Regions from separate parts of the Mus musculus genome. Here region 1 is linked to region 2. A link is a contact called in public Hi-C data. All regions are on one chromosome and are shown on one strand. Each heading gives the region's core, a stretch centred on a gene start, on an enhancer-like site or on the middle of the called end of the contact. The rest is flanking DNA. Distances are from core to core; before and after follow the strand shown.

Region 1 (6,931 bases), core at 373-2,872, 290 kb before region 2:
GGCAGAAATAGGAAAATCCTCACGGGGCAGCTAGCCTACCTTAGGCAGAGATGAAGAACATAAGGGACTATGTCTCAAACAACAGAGAAGGCAGGACTGGTACCTGAGGCTGTCCTTCTACTTCTACAGGCCCACAGTGGCATGCACACATGCACGCCACAAATACACAGTAAAAGAGGATTTTGAAAATCAGTTTCATATTCTTGGCACAAAGAGATCAGGAAGTTGCTAAAGTATGAAGGCAAATGAGAGAAAAATCAAACAAAGGCAAACATTCATATTTTTTTCTAAGTTAGAAAGCAAATGAGTTGACTCTACAGATGTTGCTGAAGATAAATGACTCTATGAGAAAGAAGTGGAGACAACAGATTGAAGTCAAGACAGGGCATGGAGGTCCATGGGCCTGCCTGATGCCTGTCTGAGCAACTTTTGTAATGATTAACAAGAAGGGAGGGGAAACTCATCTTAAATGAGGTCCTCTATTGTTGCTTCTGAGTGGACGCTTTATTTCAGTTAAAGAGCAGAGTCATTAGGCTAGAAAGAAGATAAAGCCTTGGAAGCATATTTCATGCCTTCTCCTGGTGAATGTCCATCAGCCCCCAGAGGGACTCCCTGCCACGGGAGACTTAATACAGTTTCTAAACTTTGAAGCAAGGGTCCATATGCCCTCAAAAAGTTATACACACGAACTCGGACATCTGTAAAGTAAAAATTGTAAATTCTCCCAAGAAGCAGGCATGTTTACTTTGAAGTCTAAATTAACTCATTGTGGCTAATAAACAAATGATAACAAAATTCATGTAATCTGGAAGAAAAAAATTAAAAGAAGAATTATTTGTTTTTTGAAAGCCCAAGTCAAGCTTCCCTGCCCCTGAAGACTGTCAAATGTGTCGATACACTAGGTCACATGCAGACCAACATGTTCTTGGCCATGAGCTTCTCATACACATATTCAAAATTCTTTCTTCTATTTGTTAGGCTCTAAATTATATTTTTTTTTGTGCTTGGGCATATCCTGATTACAACTTACAGATGGACAAGTTCATCTGAAAATTGACTAATTAAAATATATTGATCATAAAATATGTACTGTTATCTTTTTCCCTTAACACATCTTAAAGCTAATCTTAGCTGAACACTTATAAGTACTTACCCCTGTACAGCACAAGACAAGAATATAATTCAATGAAACCTTTACAAAATGTCAGATTAATTACATTCTTTCACTGCAGATGGATTTAAGGAAATCATCTCTGAAAACAGTGCTTCATTTAAAGTAAAATAAAGACAAAATCGTCTGTGATAAGTCAATGTGTAGGAGATGCCAAAATATTAAAACAGACTTATATTAAAGATGCTTTGCTATGAGTTTTTAAAAATAAATATAATAAGTTTGTGACTCTTGTGAGACAACAGCCTAGACACACTAACATTTTTGCAATTGCACAATCAGGAGGATTAATGACATGACAGAAGAAAGAAACTATGCCATGTGGGGCAAAAAAAAACAAAAAAAAAAACAAAAAAAACCTCAAATTTCAGAAAGGTCATTAATACACAAGTCACATGTGTGCTACATATTCATCTAGTTAACAAGTACTTGCTGTCTGCAGTGCACAAGTACCCAAATCTATGTAAGTAAAACTCCAGCTGGGATAGGAGGGACAGACAGACAGACTTTACCTCTCCCACACAGGTCAGCATGACATTTCTCTAAAGTGACTTTTTATGAGGTTTTGAAATTCAGTGCCATAAAAGTCAGATGCATAAATCACTTCTAGAGAATACATTTATAATGCAGTGCTCATTGTGCAATGACTTCATGTTTCTGTGGACTTAAAAGATTTACTGTTACTGGAGTTAAACATTAACAGAGGCAAAATATTTATGTCTTTGCCCATTAAAGCTTAATATGAAGCTTAAAACAATTTACACTCATGTATTTGTTAACAAAACTCCAAGTAATATGCTGTCATCTCAAACTGAGATTTGTTGTTTATGACATCACCTACGCCATATCTGACACAAAAATGGCACTTTAGAGAGTATTCAAGTTAGGAAATGTGCAAAACAGAAAACTCTACCGTTGTGCAATAGGATTGCTAATGCTCTCCTGTTGCTGTTTCTGGGCTCTTACCTGCATTCTACAAGGACCATCTTCCTTCTGTGCTTTTAAAGCCTCAATAAAAAAGAACTCATTTCATTTGTTTCTCATAGTAAGTTATATAAAATGAAACTGGGAGTGCCTGGATACACACGCTTCTTTTAAGATAAACACTTAGATCGGACTGGGAAAGTATTAGAGATGGGACACTTAGCACTACCCTAAGTTCTTCTTTTATATGGTTTACTGAGAGACTATGAGATGGAGGAAGAGTCTCTGGCCAAACAATCATCAACTATGGCCTCTAAACTACTAGCTCAGCTCTGTCTGGGTCTACAACATGGCGGCCCAAATTCCTTCAGTGGATCAAACCTCTTATCTTACTTTCTCCAGCAACAAGCATCAATGTGAATAGCACATATATAAGGTACCAGCATTTCTATCCAAAATGAAGATACCAGGGCACACTTGTACGAGAAACACTGCTTTCCACATTGACTTACTCAGTTCCTTAGTTTCAGAAAGAACAAAAGGAAACGGATAACCAATTACTACTTCTGTTGCCTTCATTATCTATCTGTGTCATGGGCTGCGTGTGGGGTTTTGCTGTTCCTTTTCTAATTTTTCTCAATACAGCGTACTCAATAAATGCAGATCACTGAAGGATAAAATATAGGCATGCAAATGAAGAGTTGCATTTATTTCAAAGATGGCTACCTTTTAAGCCTGGGATAAAGACAAGCATTAGTCTTGTTACTTTGAAATTAAGCCAGACCTCATGGACACAATGCACATGTACAACATTCTGCTCACGAGAGCACACAGCAGCAAAGAGCAGCCATCACTCAGGGAGAGTGGAAACAATCTTCCAAGAAAGAGGGAGAGTGATTCTAGTTAGAACTGGAAATATAGGGAAAAATGGAAAACATTTAATAGTCGCTGAAGAAAATGTGCTAAAGAATCAGGTTTGTAAAGCCCAGACATAATAAGAGTCCCAAACAAAATGGGAACCACAAATTTTAGGGAAGCAAATTAGTATGTCTCTAAGGATTTCTTCCCATGTTCAACCGTCAGATTACAGAAAGGGGCAAAGCATGTGGTGTCAACCACAGTGAACAAGGTGGACAGTTAGGAGGGCTATGGGCGTGGGGCTGACGTACAGACTTGCTAGGCAGATGATCATGAGTGATAGGCTAAAGTCCAGAAGTGGCTCAAGATGTGGAAGTGTGGAAGAGGCACTGGTTTGAGACTTACTAAGCAGAGAAGAGTACTAGGGCTTCAGAAACAAGAGGGTTAGGAGAAGGTAGGCAGAAATGGGAGGGCAGAGAGCCAACGTGGAGATAGAGAGAAACTGGCAGGCTGGACCAATGATGAACCAGCATCGTATGTGTCATAAACTATGGAGAACAGCAGCAGAGGGTAGGGAGAAATTATGACCCAGGTACTGAGGACACATATGAAATGGAAACAAGCCCTGGACTGATGGAATTAGCAAGGTTTCTAGAGGAGAGTGATGCAGGCAGTCAAAGGAATAGGATTTTGTATTTTCACAGTGAGTCAGCAAAACTGAGAGAAGGTGAAGCCAGTTTCCACATAGGACCAGAGCTGAACTACATAAAGGAGTCAAGGAGTCAAGGAAAGAGCTAGGGAACATGTCTCCAAATGAGAACCCTACACTACTTCTAGCTGCTGCTGGGTTGACCAGATTACTGAAGGACAGAATTAACTAATAAAGTACCCTATATGCCAAAAACCAAACCAAACCAAACCAAAAAAAACAACCAACCAGAGAATGCACCAACTATTATCATCTGGAGATTTATCATCATTCTTCCTCAAAGATACAATTTGACCTAGGTATTACATTCATTTCAAATAAGATATACAGACAGAAACAAGCAACTTGCCCAAGGTCTGGGTTGGGGCAAAGCTGACAGTGGAACTAAAGTGTAACCTGATATCTTTCCTGTTCTCAACCACTAACAGAACTCAGATGACATCAAGCATTCCCTCTTCTACTACGTCTGCTTTTAATAAAAATCATAAATCATTTAGTTATGTGATGTCAATTTCAACCACATCAGAGAACAACCACCCCACATTTCCTTGCATTATGATAAGAATGCAATTGTGCCTTCCTAGAAATGCTACACTGGTAACTTCTAGGTGAGAAACAGAACATGCTAAAAACACAACTGTGCTTGACTTTCAAGTTACCGACAACCTGGTGAATGGGCTGTTTTGTTTTCCCCACAGCAATATTCAAGATCACATCTTAGACTCTGGGTTTCTGTTATTTTGTCTCAATGTTTCCTTGCTTTCAATGAATATAAACAATTTCAGGTTGGCTCAGTTTTATTACAATTGATCATTACAAATAAAAACATCTTTGGAACATCTGAGAAAATATCCCTGTGCTGTTCAGGTTGCTAGGTCATTTCCATATCCAGACTATAACTTGGTCTTGGTCTTCTGAAAAATAATGGAACTAAAACAGAGTAAAGAAACCATGGATATCTCCTACTTTGGATGAAAAGAGTTCTGTTTAATTTAAACATACATACATAAAGACAGACAGACAGACAGACACATGGGCATATACACACATGCACACACACACAAACACAGAGAGAGAGAGAGAAGGAGAGAGAGAGGGGAAGGTAGGGGGAGAGAGAGAAGGAGAGAGGGAGAGAGAGGGAGAGAGGGAGAGAGGGAGAGAGGGAGAGAGGGAGAGAGGAAGAGAGGGGAAGAGAGAGAGAACTGGATTTCAATTTCTGATTCTCTTGCCTTCAGCCCCAAGTGCTAGAATCCTGGGGATATCACCACACCAGCCACACCAGGCTGCCTACATTCTTTTTGGCCAGAAAATAAGAGAATTGGTCAAAGAAGGGTAACAGCTCAGCATCTAGAACTCTGAGAGGGCCCGGCATAAGGTATCTAGTGGGAAGGCAGGTGCCTAAGGTATGCTGAGGTGTGATGACCACTTAGCTAGCTATTCCTCAACCGATAGGTCAGATCTATTAATCTTATATGGTGGTAATGGTTTCCAATGTTAAGACAGCTGTAGATACACTATGACAATCTGCAGCAGGGAGCAATTTTCTTCTCTGAAAGAACCTTCTCCACTTGGAAGGCACTTGTCTGGTCTTCTCTAGGGATCAGGGATCAGATGATTGTGACTCTGGCCTCTCTATACCAGTCATAGACAGAAGTTCCTCTTGCAGGAGAAGAGGACCGCTGTTTTCCCTGCCTGTCCCAGTGGCTGTGAGGGAAGAGCAGCAGGTACTCTGTTAGGCTGCTCTGTGACCAGCCTGTGAGAATTCCCACCACATTCCCCTGCCTCCTGTCCCCTGCTATAGGAATCCTACTTCACAGGCTCATTACTGCCTCTCCAACTGCAGGGAAAGTGTGACGAGCGGGTGTGGCAGCAGTCCCAAGATGGTGCCCGGGACTGCAGCTAAGTCTTATGACTTGCACCTGACTTCCTTATACACCTGAAAATAAGCCATGGCCATCTTGAGAGCTCCGCAGGTGCACCATGATGCTGGTGGTGTAAACAAGTCCATATTTGGTGGAGACATGCCCCTGCCGCCCTGATTGGCTGAAGCTGCGTGCCTGGTGAGGTGGCGTGGCCTGCCGTGAGTGGATGGGGGCTGAGAGTATGTAAGCAGACCTCCCTGGGTGCCCGGGGTCCCCGTAGCAGCATTGAGGCATTACTGCAATAAAGGCTGTTGAGAAGAATCCGAAGTGTTGTATCGTTCTTGCTGGTCGAGAGCGGACCCGACAGGAAGGAAATATTTCTATGCAATAAAAATTATTTTGGTGTTTTTTACTCCCTCCTCATCCATGCAAAACAGGAAAGCATGACACATTGCCTTTTATGGTTATAAAAGATCCAGATGAAGGTTCTCCGTGTTCTCAGACAATTGTGCTCACAATATTAACACAACACTTTCCTCACTGAACACTGTTTAAAAGAGGAAAATGCCTTATATGCTCTCAGCTTATATCTCCAGGGAAGACAGAGCTTGACGAATGTTTACTGGACCAGGTCACTGGATAATCAAACAGGGAGGTCATAGAAATCATAAAATTAATATGCTTGCAGATGGCTGCTTAAAATGAGAATGAGAAGGTACTTTTAATTGGTTTTAAAAAAAACAATTTTATTTTCTCTTCCAAATACTTGAACCACACCCTTAACAGTGTGGTCCACAGAGTACTAAAAACCTAGAGCACGAATTGCTATCTTACAACATGGTAACTCAGTGAATTTGCTGTTCAAAGACCAACTCCACAAAAGCCATCATCTGCTGGGTACTTTATCGAGGGTGGGACTTTTCACTTGTCTTATTATCTCTGAGATCTTTTCCATCCTAAGGCCTATAATGTTTCCCACTTCAGGAAGAGTCTACCTAGTGTTATCCTTTAAGGATACAGAGGCTCTTAATTCTTTCTGGCTAATGGGTGATGGGTGATGCCATTATTTTTGTTTACAGTATTTTGTCTTATTTTATGTGTATGTTGTTTTGCCAGCATATATGTCTGTAAAACCACAGGTACCACATCAGGTACCCTGAAAATGCTGGCGGGTGCTGGGAGTCAATCAAACGGTGGAAGGGCAGCCAGCACTCCCCACCACCGAGCCAGAGCTTCAGCCCCAGTATCATTATTTTTAAAGCATCATAAAATCTTAAGGCTGAACCTTTAGAGATTGTAACTGCTCAATTCAAAGACTGCTCTGGAATTAAAGGCAAGGCTGGAGGTCTGAAACGCTTCTTAACATCCCTATGTTATACCAAATGTGCTAAGGGACATTCAATTTAA
Region 2 (7,387 bases), core at 4,659-7,158:
CGAGGAACAGTGTGAGCACCAGCCTGCTAGCCCCAGGGGTGGCCAAGGGATGCAAAACTGGTTGGTAAACTGTAAAGGTTTGGGGAGCCATAATGTCTAGAGGGTCTTGAGAGTCTTGTAAGGATCTTTGTAGGTTGACCTCAAATTCATACCAGAAGCTCAGGAGACCACCGTACGGAAGGACCAGGGAAACGATGCAGTTTGAGCAGGAAAATATGGGGGTGGGGTGGATCATTAATCAAGTAGGCAGAGTCTATTCATTCAGAAAGCCTGAGTCTGCATGTGAAGCCCCGGGGAGGCACGGAGTGACGAGAGTACAAGAGAATTGGGCTTTGGCTCCTTCCTTTCAGCTCAAGGAGGTGAGTCAGCCAGAGGTGCTGGCCCAGATCTCACCCTCCTCTGCTTGAGACTAAACTCAATGGTCCAGAGGATGTACCCAGAGGATGGAGCCCACAGTACAGTGAGTGAGTCACAGGGCTGAGTCACAGCCCACTCAGCCCCTTTCAGGGCTCTGACGAAGGCTCTGCCAGCACAGCGACAGCGGCATTCTAACCACACACACACACACACACACACACACACACACACACACACACTCCTCCTCCTCCTCCTCCCCCCGACTGATGACCTCACAGCGTGCTTCTCGTGACTGCCAGCCTCACAGATTTCTCGGGTTCAGTGAACACTCCTGCATCTACCACATAATGAGCTCCACCTCAACCTTTGTCACTCACCCACTCATCTGTTCCTTCCTTGTGCAGGTACTGCGCTAACATCTCAGCCCTGGCCTCTAAGGAGCTCTCCAGGCAACATTGGAACAATTCCCATCCTGGCTTTAGCATTTCAGAGGTATGGGCAAGGAGCAACAAGGGATCCTTTCACAAGTCAGCCTTCCATCCCATACAACACTCAACACGACATCCAGGCTGAGACATGGACCCTCTAACGTAGGGATGGGTAGAGGACATCTGACCCCATGACTCACAAGCCTGGGCTGTTCTACTTCCCAGAAGGAACACCAAGCCAAAAGGTTTTTATCTACACAGATCCAAATATCCAGTTTTCTTTGAATGCCACATGGGGTTGGTTATATACTGAGATCTGTACCAAACTTTAATTAATTGTCAGGTCCCAAAGAAACCCAGGATGAGGCTCACTCGGTACTCGTGGCTCCTCCCAGCCCTGCTTGCCCCACCCCCTACCCTAACTCTTCAGCACAGAGGCTTCAGTCCCCTCCCCAGCTTCCCATTCCTGCCATGGTAGCCATGTGCTCTCTTGGTCCTCTTGGTCCTTGCTTCTTCTCTTGGTCCCCTTGCCCTCTCTCCTCTTCTCTCTCTTCTTTCCCCATCTTGCTCTCCAGAGCCCCACTCTCTTCTCACAATTCAGCCTGCTGATCAAGCTCTGTCCACTGGTTTCTCTCCCTCGTCTGGACTTCTCCCAGATGCCTCTGGCTGATCCTGCTGTCATAGCTACAATAAAACCCTTCTTCTCAACCATTCGTGGAGCAGGCATGTCCTCATTTGTGTTAATAATAAAAAATAAATTCACAGAGGAGAAAGGGAAATATAGTACTTTGATAATTTTCATCTACTTACAGTCTTAAATATAATTTTGCTGTGGAAATTAACATGCCACAGGAAGATATTGAGCCTAGACTAGTGGACTCAGAAGAAGTTCTAGTCTTACTTGGCCATTTTCAGTGTGACTATTGAGTTGGGACTGTTTTTAAAAGAGGTGTTGTCTCATTGTGCCACCCAGGTCAGTTCCAAAACGTTCTCAGCCTCCTAAGCAGCTGGGTCCTAAGTGTGTTACTGTACTCTGCTTGAATTATGACAAGTGACAGCAGAGGAACCTGACTATTAGAAAATATACACCATCAGAACTCAGATGAGCTTTAGGCAGCTAGGTCTTGTCTAACCACTTAATTTTAGAAGTAGGAACTGGGGGATAAAGAGCTGGTTCTGCAGTTAAAATCACAGGCTGCTCTTCTAGAGGACTGGGGTCAGTTCTGAGCACTCATACAGACAACTCTCAACCTTCTGTAACTACAGACCAAAGGAATCTGATGTCCCCTCTGGCTTCCATAGGCACTGCAGCATGTGGTACACAGACATAATTGGGACAAACACCCATGCATGCAGAATAAAAACAAAGACAGTCATGCTGGGGATGGTTGGTACAGGCTTTAAATCTCAGCCCTTAGGCAGAGGCAGAGAGGCAGAGAGAGAGGCAGAGAGAGAGAGAGGCAGAGAGAGAGGCAGAGAGGCAGAGAGGCAGAGAGGCAGAGAGGCAGAGGCAGAGGCAGAGGCAGAGGCAGAGGCAGAGGCAGAGGCAGAGCCAGGGGGATCTCTGTAAGTTCCCCTGGGCTACACAGCAAGTTCCAGGACAACCAGAGATGCATAGTGAAACCTTGTCTCAAAATAAATAAATAAAATCTCAAAAAAAAAATTAGAAGTAGAAAATCAGATCTGATATGATGGCTTATGGCCGAAGTTCCTGAACTTGGGAAATAGAAACAGAAGGAACACCACAAATTTAAGGCTAGCCAGGTATGCATGATGAGGTCTGTTGTCCCTCTCAGAAAAAAGAAAGTTTAATTATTTGATAATTTCTGTTTATTTTCCGTTCTATTTATTCCAGAAATAAAGCATATTACAGAAGCAATAAAAATGCTATATTAATTTCAGCATACCAGGATAATCACCAATGCCATTCATAATTATATTTTGTAACTTTTTACACAACTATAATCACATAATATAAATAATTTTATGTACCTTCTTCATTTGCTCTTATGTTCTACTTCTATCTTTGTTATTTTTTTAAAAAGATTTTATTTTATGTATAAGGGTTACACTGTAGCTGTTTTCAGACACACCAGAAGAGGGCATCAGATCCCATTACAGATGGTTGTGAGCCACCATGTGGTCGCTGGGAATTGAACTCAAGACCTCTGGAAGGGCAGTCAGTGCTCTTAACCACTGAGCCATCTCTCCAGCCCTGTCTTTGTTATTTTTAATGGCTGTATATTATCCCAGCAAGAAGAGAGTCTTATTTTTTTTCATGGCTTATTTGCCCATTCAAATCATACCCCAGCATTAGATCTTAAGGTGCTACATGTTGCTTTTTCAATTGTTTCGGCCTTTGGGATTCTGTAGCTGATAACATTTTGAAGTCAGCACATATATGTTAGCAAATTTCGTGAAGATGGAATGACTCAGCCTCTTACCTGTACAAGCTATTCTTACTGTATATTTTTCTTTTCATTGCCAGGAAGGCTTAAAGAAAACAGCTTCAATTTCAATGTGTGACCACAATGTTTATGGTTACACCTTCTGACCTATCTGCTCTACTACAGACTCACAGTGATAACCATGAGTATGTCCTGATGTCTGTCAAGACATAACCGGGGACTATGATCGGGAGACTAAGAACCTTAAACAAAACATGTTCAAAGTCCATGGAGAGGATTATGGGAAGGGCTTCCTTTAAGTCATGTTTAGCTATTTATAGTTACCAGGTATTACTGTAGTTAGAAAAATGGCCAGATCTAGTTAATCTGGAGGAAAGAAATTGCAAACAGTAGCACCCCAGTTTCATTTGCAAGAGTGAGCTGGACGTGGGCTTTAGAATCCTACAGAAGCCTGACATGACCATGAGTTTTCTGTCAAACTGAGGAATCATCATTTACATGAGATAATGTCTTTAGAATCATAAGACTACAAAAAAAAAAAAAAAAGAAAAGAAAAAGAAATCATAAGACACTAACCCTAAAGTAACATCAAGGCGTTCAGGCACCAGCATTGCACATGTGTGTGGGTGGTGCACTAGGATAAATGAATCCATCCTTCTGCAGAGAGTGCTGAGGGCACACAGTGTCTGACACTGGCCCAAGCACTTGTTTTCACTAGAACAACTGCTGGTGGGGTGGGGAGGTACTCAAACAAGTGACAACAAGAATATGGCATTGCTGTCCTTGCTGAGGTGGTGGCTGCTTCTGTTGCTGCTGCTTTCTTCTTCTTCTTCTTCTTCTTCTTCTTCTTCTTCTTCTTCTTCTTCTTCTTCTTCTTCTTCTTCTTCTTCCTCTTCCTCTTTTTCTTCCTTCTCCTTCTTCTCCTCCTCCTCCCCTTCTTCTTCTTCTTCTTCTTCTTCTTCTTCTTCTTCTTCTTCTTCTTCTTCTTCTTCTTCTTCTTCTTCTTCTTCTTCTTCTTCTTCTTCTTCTTCTTCTTTCTCTCTCTCTCTCTCTCTCTCTCTCTCTCTCTCTCTCTCTCTCTCTCGATATATATCAGGATGACCTTGAATTTGTGGCTATGCTCCTGCTTCTGCCTCCAGGGTGCAGAGTACTGGGATTGCAAGCATGTACCATGATACTTAGCTAGAAATTTTTATTTGTTTTTTGAGACTGGGTTTCTTTATGTAGCCCTGGCTGTCCTGGAACTTACCATGTAGACCAGGCTCCAATTCAGAGATCCACCTGCTTCTCCATGCTTTGCTTTGGGGATTCTTCTCTTTTCTCTTCTTTTTTTTTTCTTCTTTCCTTTTAAAATGTATATGAGCACACTGTTGCTGGCTTCCAACATATCAGAAGAGGTCATCAGATCTCATTAAAGGTGGTTGTGAACATATGTGGTTGCTGGGAATTGAACTCAGGATCTCTGGAAGAACAGTTAGTGCTCTTAACTGCTGAGCCATCTCTCCAGCCCCACCTAGGGAATTTTTAATAATTGAAATTACCCAACATATGTAATGGAATGTCTCATGCTTACATTCAGAAAAGAAATAATAAAAAACAAATCTTGTTACGAAGAAAACCGGGTATGGAAATACCAAGTCAATGAACTTGGTCCAAGTTCAAGGTCAGTAGAGGGGCTGCACTCCCTGTGCCTCGATCCCAGCCCTTCTACTCTTACAAACATGCAGCATGCCTACTACTCCGACTTTTCTTTCCTTTGTTTTTAAAGACAGGGTCTCACTATGTAGCCTTGGCTAGCCTGGAACTCACCATGTAGACCAGGATGGACTCTTAACTCCTAGAGATCATCTGCCTCTACCTAGTGCTAAGATTAAAGACATCCTCAGTGTCCCCCATCCTCCAGTGTCCCCATCCTCCAGTGTCCCCCATCCTCCAGTGTCCCCCATCCTCCAGCTCACCTGCTGCATCTGAGTTCCCACTGTAAAGGAGATCACAGATGTTTCCCCACTCGGGGTTGGTGAAGGTTAAGGGGAGCATCAGAGAGACCTTAAGTCTGGTTCTCACCGACTTTATACCTTGCCCAATGGCACATGCCAGCATGAGAAACACGGAAATTTGGCAAACCATGCAATCTACCAGGAACTCAGCTGTGAAGGGAGAGACAGTCCAAGATTGCCTGCAAAGTTTCTGCTTCCTCTCAAGCCCTCCAGAGGCCCCAGAGGAAGGAGTCCTGACCCTGCCATCTTCCTTAGACTCCAGGGCCTCCTTTTCTCTAAAGAGGCGTGGAGGGTGCTGAGTGTGGGGTGAAGGGGAGATCAGTGCAGCCAGGCTGCAGTCAGGCACAGGAGGCTGACCTTCAGTTAGCTGCTGCTAGACTGAGCTCCCACTAGTTACCTAGGAAGGCACCCAAAAGCACCGGGAGGCTGGGGGGCGGCGGGTTGGGGCAGAGACCACCCAGGAGAAATGAAGGGCTTGGTGTGGGGAGGGAAAGGAGGAAGCGGGGTGGGGGCAGTATCAGAGAAGAAGGGGCACTAGAGAGTGAGGAAAAAAGCAGAAGTCATTGTGTGGGGAGAAGGTTGAGGGATGATGCCGAAAAAGAGGAAGGGGTCAGCGGTGGCGGTAAGACTTTGGAGAAGGAAGGAGAAAGTCGAGAGGGAGGGAAGAGGAGGCGGTCCTGATTCTCCACTTTACTGCCCATTCCTTCTCCCTTGCTGAAACATCCAGCCGGTGCCTTTGTGGCCTCTTGGGCTGGGTTGCAATCTCATGCCAACCCGCTTGCCGGTTGTCAGGAGGCCTCTGGGGAGGACGCTGCAGGAGCCTCAAACGCCACCTACTCCCGGCCTCTCTCCCGGTTGATGTTTCTATTTTGGGCACCACATTATTTCCTGCTGTGATTTTTTTTTTCAGGCTTCTAATTCAGGCTCTGAGGTAAGCTGTGACATCCGCTCGTGCCCGCAGGCCCCTCCCGCACACTGCTTGTCCTCCTGGGGCGCGGGCACCCCTCAGGCCCAGCAGCAGTCCAGCCACTGCGGGGAGTCTTGGCAGGGCCTGCCTAAAAATAAGCTTTCGGATTTCCCCTCCCCCTGGTAGGGCAAAAGGAGGCTAGCTGGAATAGATTTCTAGGCAAGGATTTGAGGGGGTGATGGAGTGAGGTTGACAGGGACCTGCTATAAACTGTGCCATTGTGCCTAGGAATGGGAGTCCAACGCTTCCGTGTCCGAAGTCTGTTTAACTATATTTGGACAATGACCCTTTAGAGATGCTGATAAAGGCTACACAGAATCCCAGAAACTGTCCACAACAAACTCACAGGTAGGTTCCTGGTAATTTTGGGTTTGTGCACTTCCTTGAGTCGGGGAGCCCTTGTTCAAAGCCCTGGGTATGCATGGACGCCTCCCTCCCTGATCTCTCCTCTCAACCTCAGTATGCCTCATTATATTTAATCAATATGTGCTTAAAAAGAAGAAGTCTCTGTATGTGCAAGTACTTCAAGCACAGGCAGATTATAAGCTATGTCCTTAGGGAAACAACAGCCTCTTAAAACTGTCTTCTGGTTTACTCCCAAGGACCTGCTGGCCATCTGGCAGTGAGGGCACCCACTGCATTGGGTTCTGGCAGATTTAAGTTCCGAACTCAATTAAGTAGGCTCTGTTTTTGTTTTTCCTGACTTCTCTCTCACAGCAGACAAAATGGTAAAGCTCCCGGGAGTCTCACCCATCCCAGTCCATGGGGGTGACTTTAGCTGAGACTCCTAGCAGTGAGGATATGGAGCCTGTTGTGCTTGTAGACAGGAGCCTAGCATAACTCCTCTGACAGCTACCCAGCAGCTGACTGAAACAGATGCTGAGTCCCACAGTCAAACATTAAATGGAGCTTGGGGACTCTTGTGGAAGAGTTGTGGGAAGGATTGCAGGCCCTGAAGGAAATAGGAACTCTACAAGAAGACCAACAAAGTCAACTAACCTGGACCACTAGGGGCTCCCAGAAACTGAACCATCAACCAAAGAGCATACACAGGCTGGACCTAGGCCTCCTTGCACATATGGAACAGATATGTAGCTTGGTCTTCATGTGGATCTCCCAACAACTGGAGCAAGGGCTGTCCCTGAATCTGTTGCCTGCCTGTGGGTCCTGTTCCCTTAACTAGGCTGCCTTGTCTGGCCTCAGTGGGAAAGGATGTGCCTAGCCCTGCAA

What was found. A called contact is a pair of places that touch in the nucleus more often than the background predicts.
Region 1: a Hi-C map of embryonic fibroblasts shows a contact between it and region 2, with 2.7 times the contacts expected there. The contact joins the enhancer-like site here to the promoter of AI839979 in region 2. A contact is called at or near these places in 1 of 39 promoter capture datasets (the 3T3-L1 cell line), 3 of 15 datasets of contacts at CTCF or cohesin (the NIH/3T3 cell line and large pre-B cells), 20 of 484 Hi-C or Micro-C datasets (3T3-L1-derived adipocytes, the C2C12 cell line, Th1 cells and 8 more) and 7 of 115 datasets of contacts at active chromatin or transcription factors (CD8 T cells, the NIH/3T3 cell line, bone marrow-derived macrophages and 3 more).

What each region holds. Positions count from the first base shown.
Region 1 is chr5:31,857,787-31,864,717 of GRCm38.p6, reverse strand. The region is part of intron 6 of Babam2 (BRISC and BRCA1 A complex member 2); the gene reads right to left. Among named protein-coding and RNA genes, the nearest start is that of Gm52770, 140 kb to the left of the region's middle. Within about 2 kb of position 1,622, at least 32 of the 459 cell types and tissues checked have an H3K27ac peak or open chromatin away from gene starts, as enhancers often do. A contact at or near this core is called in the C2C12 cell line, the NIH/3T3 cell line, embryonic fibroblasts and 1 more, where this site is marked.
Region 2 is chr5:31,569,918-31,577,304 of GRCm38.p6, reverse strand. AI839979 (expressed sequence AI839979) reads left to right here and starts at 5,908. Exons shown (of 3, transcript NR_102275.1): 1 at 5,908-6,121; 2 at 6,386-6,505; 3 at 6,875-7,387.